Linked DNA regions of Danio rerio: region 1 is linked to region 2. A link is a contact called in public Hi-C data. All regions are on one chromosome and are shown on one strand. The core of a region is the stretch at or near the end of the contact, and the rest is flanking DNA. Distances in the headings are between cores, read along the strand shown.

What was found. Hi-C and Micro-C count contacts between places; a contact is called where the count stands out from the background.
Region 1: a contact with region 2 is called in a Hi-C map of skeletal muscle, with 5 times the contacts expected there. The contact joins the promoter of si:ch211-202e12.3 here to the enhancer-like site in region 2. A contact is called at or near these places in 13 of 18 Hi-C or Micro-C datasets (caudal fin, embryo, fibroblasts and 4 more) and 2 of 4 datasets of contacts at active chromatin or transcription factors (caudal fin and embryo).

Annotation. Positions count from the first base shown.
Region 1 is chr5:52,232,950-52,236,889 of GRCz12tu, forward strand. si:ch211-202e12.3 (a long non-coding RNA gene) reads right to left here and starts at 2,484. Exons shown (of 6, transcript XR_012406334.1): 1 at 2,141-2,484.
Region 2 is chr5:52,057,222-52,060,933 of GRCz12tu, forward strand. All of the region lies in intron 1 of LOC137495629 (a long non-coding RNA gene), which reads left to right. Among named protein-coding and RNA genes, the nearest start is that of ccnh, 28 kb to the left of the region's middle. Within about 2 kb of position 2,305, at least 6 of the 62 cell types and tissues checked have an H3K27ac peak or open chromatin away from gene starts, as enhancers often do. A contact at or near this core is called in gastrula embryo, where this site is marked.

The DNA of each region.
Region 1 (3,940 bases), core at 1,234-3,733, 180 kb after region 2:
ATCCTCTCTCAAAAGCAAAGTAATGAAGCCAATGAAATGTTCACTTTCTTTAAATTATATACATAAGGCACATAGAAAGTTTAAATAATTGGGAAATGAAATCCAGCTAACCACACTGTTATTCCAAGTATTTGGGTTATTGAACAAAATCCTTTGTTAAAGCCCGTAATTTACTACATCAACCTTGGTTATCATCATTTTCAGTGATGTTTCCTAATAGTTTTTTTAAATTCTCATTTATATCCAGCATTTTGTGCAGATAAAAAAAACTAATTGAAACAAAGTTGATACTCCGATGTTCTTTCCGCAAACCAACACTTTTAATAAAGCAATGCCATGTGTTGGTAAACAATAAGACACTTCAGACGGTTCTTTTCTGTTTTGAAATGCTTTTATCTGCGGGTTATAGCCCCAATTCGCAACTCTTTACAAGTGTAGTCGTTATTATGTAGTAATGAACCTTACACGCGTTTAAAATACAGCCAAAAAACGTATTAAAGTGCATGTTGTAATTTAGTATTTCAAAGCTTCATCTTAATAAAAACGTAGTCAACTGATAACTAAAAATGCATGATGACCACGTCCTACTGTAAAGCATATTAACAAATGGATTTTCCAACCCTGCTTTGACTTTACTGATTTTACGTAGACTACATAAGAGATCTTTTATAGGCCCGAGGCGGGTAATTTTTAATTAGCTTTAATTCCAATTTTACCCGCAACAATGTGAAATGTAGCAATTTGAAAAATCGACAAGATAAAATAAATGTTTTAAAAAGCAAACCAAAGACAGGTGACTTAAAATTAACTTTAGTTTTCAATCCGGAGGAGCTTGATATTGCATGCTCTTGTTCATTATCAATAAAAAAATATCACCGATAATTTTGCATCTTTAACCAGATAGGTTTAATAGATTTGCTGGTGGGATTATCAAATTACGCTTTAAACGCGCACATTTATTTTTTATGTATTATTATTTTTACTATTATTATTATTATTATTATTTAGCCAACTATTAATATAATTTATTTGTAACATTTTCTAATTTTGTTTTACACTTAAACTACACTAACGTTTTAAGTTTGGTCTGGAAAGAAGGCGATAATAATTATCAGTGTAAACCTCAAACCCTAAAGATTTCTGTTGCTTTAACGATTTTTTTAACAGTAAGAGTCACGGCTTTCTTTCGCTCGTTTGATGTTTTCATGTATATGATGTTGTCCTTATTTACTCTGAATGTGTAAGTCAAATGAGATATAATGTCTTAATGCAATTGGATGTTTTATAGAAAATGAATGTCCTTGATTAAACGCTGAAATATAAGCTTTTTGTTGTGGTTTATTGATCATTGTGTTTTCAAAAATGCTTAACCTACATTTTAAACATGTTCTATACGGTTAAACTTTTCAAGTGATAAGTATGAATAGAGAATAAATAAGAAGACTAAAACTGTCCTCATAGGTGACACGAATCTAGGCTTATTCAATTGACCTATACAGTGCACTGAAAAATGTTACATTTAACGAGCTCATTCCAATAGCATATAATGTGATCACGCATTTAGAAATCTATTAATATTTTCTATTCAGTGCAACTCAAATAAAACACAAATTCACATGAATGTCTAATCGAAGAGTGTGGTTGTGTGTGTCGAATTTGCGCAGAATCAATGTAGCCTATCGTTATAATGGACCTGACGATGATTAGTACAGTTTCACCGGAGAAACGTGTGGATGCATTCAAATAATGAAGATGATACTGCGTGTCACATTTTTTAACCATTGAACAATGATGACATCTTGTGGCCAAAATGTGACATTGTTCTTTCGTACCTCAGCTTTTCACAATACAATTCATTTGTATAGGGCAGGGATGCCCAAACACGATTCTGGATGGCCAGCTTAGCATCAAGCACAATCATGAGCCAGTTAATCAAGCAGTTAATAGGCTTGCTTGAAACATCCTGGCCGGTGTTATGTGACAAGTTGGAGTAAATTCTGAAGAACACGAATGGTATACGAATGTTTATCCGATAATTATTTGTAGATTTTTCACTTTCGAAATGACCAAACAATACGCTATACGAAATCAAACAGGACAACACTAATGTGGTTCGTTATACAGCTTTCGAAGTTCTTACCTGCCACAGATAACTTTCCTAACGTGTTTTCCTCGTTGCTGTTGCTTTCATGGTGTCTGTACCCTGTCATAGTCAACAGTTTATTAGGGTTTGAGCTGTGTATGTCGATGCTGACATGTGATCGAGGTAAAAACAGTCGTTACATTTTTTAAATTCGCTTTAAAGTCTGTTGTCTTCTAAGCTTCCGGTTTCCATATATGGATGTTTTGCGGAACAGAAAACATCATGATTGGTTAAAGTGTCTGCTCGTGGTCAATTTACATATTATTTTTAACAGACTCTTGCTGTCAAAGATGTTGACATACATTTAAATATTGTTCATAAAAAGGTTAAAAGAAAGTAGGAACGAGGTATCTTGCTCAAGTCATATATATATATATATATATATATATATATATATATATATATATATATATATATATATATATATATATATATATATATATCTATATATATATATATCTATATATATATATATATATATATATATATATATATATATATATAGTGTCTTAGTCCCTTTTATTAATCTGGATTAATCTGTGGAATGAACCGCCAATTTATCCAGCATGTTTTACGCAGCGGATGCCCTTCCAGCTGCAACCTATCTATGGGAAACATCCATACACTCTCATTTACACACATACACTCCGGACAATTTAGCTAACCCAGTTCACTTGTACCACATGTCTTTGGACTTGTGGGGTAAACCGGAGCCACGGGCAAACATGCAAACTCCACACAGAAATGCCAACTGACCCAGCCAAGGCTTGAACCAGCGACCTTCTTGCTGTGAGGCGACAGCACTCCCTACTTAGCCACCACGGCGCCTAGAACTTTGTCTCAAAAAATTAAAATAAAATAATAATAAATATATAAATATATCAGGGTTTCTGCAGGTTTCACCAAATTAAATGTAAAACTTCTTAAGTCATTTTTAAAGACTATTATGAATGAAATTTTAGACTTGTACAGAGCTAAATGCTAAGGATTTTTTTTCAAATACCCTAGTTAGAAAAGATTTGCCATATCAAAAAATTATTAAAATTTAATACATTTAACAATAAAACAACAATAATAATTCTGTTTGAACCACTGGTCAGGTCAGTATATCCTCAGCAGTAAATAAATGAAGGACTTTTAATCAAATATTACTGTAAGGAAAGTAATTAAATGCTCTTTTAAAATATTAAGTTAAAATAGATTGAGATGGGTTGTGGTGATTGTAGGGGGGTTAATGGCCAGATTGGTTAGCTGTACATGAACAAAGGAACATTAAGACGTGTAAAAAAATATTTAAGACCTAAAACCCAACATTTCAGTTGATTTCTAAGGCCTTAAACTTAGCCTTTGAGAGTTAAGACATTTTAAGAATTTTTAAGACCCAGCGGATACCCTGATACATTCTAGGTTTATTGGAAAATAGTCTCCTATATATTAAATATTAATTATTCATTCATTCATTTTCTTTTCAGCTTAGTCCTTTTATTAATCCGGGGTCGCCACTGCAGAATGAATCGCCAACTTATCCATGTTTTACGCAGCGCACGACCTTCCAGCTGCAGCCCATCATTGGGAAATTGAATAGTAATTTAGAATAATTAATTTAGAAATGACAATTTTTAAGTGAACTATCCCTTTAAATCAGAAAATATATCAATGTGGCCAAGATTTACTAAAAGGCAGGAAATTAAATTTGATGCAGACCCACAACTTCACTAAAACAAGTAAACAAGCAGCAAGAACTGCTTTAACTGTAAATAAAGATCCAAACTGACTAGCATACTGACTATCAAGTGT
Region 2 (3,712 bases), core at 1,055-3,554:
TTTTCACTGGGCCTTTTCCCCTCCAAAAAGAAACTTTCCAAAGACGTCTGTTTCTCACTCATTTTGCTGCTTGTGGGTCACATTTGGATGCTCAGGTGACCGAGACCGAGGTAAGTGAGAGAATATGAACATTTTTCAAAGTAAAAAAAAAAATTCAAAATAAAAGATTGCTCAGTCTCAGACAATAAATAAAACGAAAATAATTAATGATTTCTTGTGTGCCTGGTACCAATTGATCCACGGACTGCTACCGGTCCATGGCCCAGTGGTGGAGTAACACTGATATAATATATACTTATTTCGTGAGATGAGATTTTTGTCATATTGCCCATGCTAAGGTCCATGTCACTACTGATAGGGTGAGCAGAAAGACTTGTAGACAGGGGCATAGAGTATCTAACTTGATTTAGTTCAGTTAATAAAGCAGCCAAACAAGAGTGGATGGGGTTCTGTGCCAGATGAGCTTCTTGTTTAGTCATTGAGCATTATTGATGCATTGGATGTAAGTCAAAGGTTTAGTCACAAAAGCTTTTTATATGTTTTATATGTCAATGCATTTTATATGTCTTCATTATGATAACATGCTATAGTGGGCTTTGCTGTTGACAGTTCATGAATTCACCAGTCATAAAAGGCTTTTAATTATGCTGAGACATACCAAAGTGCTTTGTAAAGTCTGTAGCTCTTTTGTTCAAGAAAGTCTTTTGAAGTCATTCTATAGAAACTGGAACTTGTGAGCAACAAAAAATTGCTATAAAATGACATCGCTGATCATACAGACGACTTTTATTTCAATTTGAGACAGCAAGGCCATCATCCGTTTTTATCCTGTGTTTATGTGGGAAGGGAAGTGGAGGAATCGCATTGTCTTTATATTTACGAGCGAGAGAGGTATACTCTCTGATTCCCCTTGAAGTTTCAAGAGACGCCAGTGAAGATGCAGGCCTCTGAAGTTGATAACCCCAGCATCATGTGACAAGGAGATGAGAATGACTGGAGCCCTGTTGAGATCCCTTCTCATTAAAGAGCAACCTCTCAACTATTCTGTAAAGAAGTTGACCTCCATGGTTAAAAAAGGTGGGGGTGCAGGTGAAGTGAGAAGCAAACATTAACGCAATGTATGATTCCACCAGTATATGGCACAAGATCCACTTGCTTGCTGTGTTAATTTAAAGGAGGATGGAGGGACAAAAGATACAAATTAGAACAGAGCAAAGACAAACAAAATGTGTCTACAGAGTAACACAGTAGAGTGAGAAACAAAGATGGACAATAACGTGAGTGGCATTGCTTTGTCCACCTCCAGATGTTCTCTATGCTGGTGTCTTTTGGTCTTTTTGGTCCATTTTCCATGGCTTGGTCTTCCACACCAGGTGGTTAAATTTCCATGCATTGCAGTCCTTACTTTGTGGTACAAATTATCAAAGGACTGATATTTTATCCCCTTCATGCTGAGATGATGACAATACAGACCCTACGCTGGAACCACCAGGTAACCTGGTAGAGCCTCATCTTGTGTAGGCACCAGACTGAGCCTCCTCAGGTCCCGAAAGTCCATTAAAGCAGGTTGCTCACTGTCTCTAGGTGATGAGAGGTTGTTGAGGGCATGGAGCCTTGCTGACAGGCATGAAAGGGCCAAGGATCACCTGTCACCCACCTCATCACATCAAAGTCCCACAAAGAAGTACCTTGCATGAGGGATCTCCTCATGAATATACTGGGCAATCTGAGCCCTATTATTAGTGAGATAAGGTTTTTGTAGGTTCTGCGTTGAGCTCGGACGGCACATGATAAATTACCACCCCTCTTGAAGTATGTGTGCTTTCACCAGGAATATTTTAGGGTTTTTTATGGTATCATCATCTTCTTATTAGTGGTAAGACCCCTGAGTGCTGAAGTGAAAGGGGCTTGTGGTGTCCCCCCGAGCCCTTGCTTTTACCCCTTAATCCGCTGGCTAATAAGTTCATAGCCAGTCCATATGCTCTGGTGCTGTTCAGGAGGGGGAGGTGTTGCCCCATGCTACTTACACCGAGCAGACCCATTTCTCAGGTACCTCTCCTGCTGACCGACTTTTTGTTCTATCGGATCAGTCCACTCCATGGCCAGAATAGTCTGAATTGATTAGCCCTGCACCGTATAATTGCCAGCAAATCCCACTGAATCGTTTCCCATCCATTTGAAAAGGACAATGTTCAGTCTTTTTCTCCCCAGCTTTTCTTTGGCGCCCCTCCCCCATTACCCTCCTTTTCATGCCACTTGGTTTGTCTCCCACCCCACACCCCGAGCCACCTCCTTGAGGTAAGGAGAGAAGGGGGAAGGGGCTGGAGGAGAAAGCACTCCTATTCCGGACGAGCCCCCTATCCGAGCACTGGCAAAGGATGAAAGCGGGCGGCGGGTGGACGTGTTCTAATCCATCACCCTGGAGTGTGAGTGTAGGCTGATCGGAGTCCTTACCTGCCGGTGCACAGTTAGGGTTTGGAGGACAGAGGGAAGAATCCAAGGAAGGGGGAAGAGTTGGGGTGTAGTGTGAAAAGGAACTGTGGGGATATGCACGCGATTATTCAGAGGCCCAGGCGCCAGCGTCAACTGCTCCTGCAGCTCTGCTTATTCAGCTGAGAGGCCCAAAATCTCAGGTCGGGGCAAAAGTCTATCAGACTTACTGAGAATATTGTTATGTTGGAGTAGACTTGGAGGGACGATCAAGTGTGCCATGTCTGGAACAAAGACCATTTAACATGTTTTACTTTGAGATTGTCCTTTTGGCACCCCTATACACAGCTACAATACTGATCTCTCTCTTCAATATTTAACCATGCAAACACTGTATATTTTAATTCAGTATTCTAAAATTATATTTGTTTTCACACTTTATAAGTTCTGCATCTGCTATTAGGCTAATCTTCCTTCCCAGAAATGAATGTGACCCATCTTCACAAGACTGAAAACACTCAGATTTTAAAGTTAACCTTGAGCCAAGCAGAACATTTTCATGACTTTCGAGAGGTACATACTTTGTTTATTAGGTCATCATTAATAAGATGCATTCCAATAAAGTCAGATGTCTAATTAACATGTTTTATCTGTTTCACGCATCATACACCTCACCTTGAGGATTGCTTGCCCTTCATGAGAATGATCTAAACTCTAATCTCAAAAGATTTGCATAATTTTATGCTAAACGGGGGTAAACTGAAAGCTTTGTTTAAAAACAGTCCTCTGTCTGATAAAGACATGTCTTTCTTTTCTTATTCTTTATTAAATTGTATATCTCTATTAACCTTCAGTGACCATGTTCTTTGGACACTGGGGCGGGTCCTTTGGGAAAAGGTCATGGGTTCAGGGTGATAAGGGTTGTGACCCTTCCCATATTCGACCAGGCCTGATTTCAAGCTCAAACAAGCTACTACATATAATGCCCCATGGGATTTAATGAAAAACAGGCCCTATTGTCTGATCTGAGATCTGAACACAAACAAATTTAGTATTTTCTTACAACACGACCCTAGTGGCAACATGCTGGGATTGTCTGACTAATAAGAAGATCAGTGAATTAGACTAGTTTGGAGAAAAAAAAGTGATTGAAAGGCTCTTTCACTGGTTTAGCTGAAAAAAAAGTAGTTCTAAAAATATTGAAATTTAAAAATTGAGACATTGAAGTGACCCTGAATATGTAGTGTGCAATTTTAAACTAAACCTGCACAGGGTCATGTGT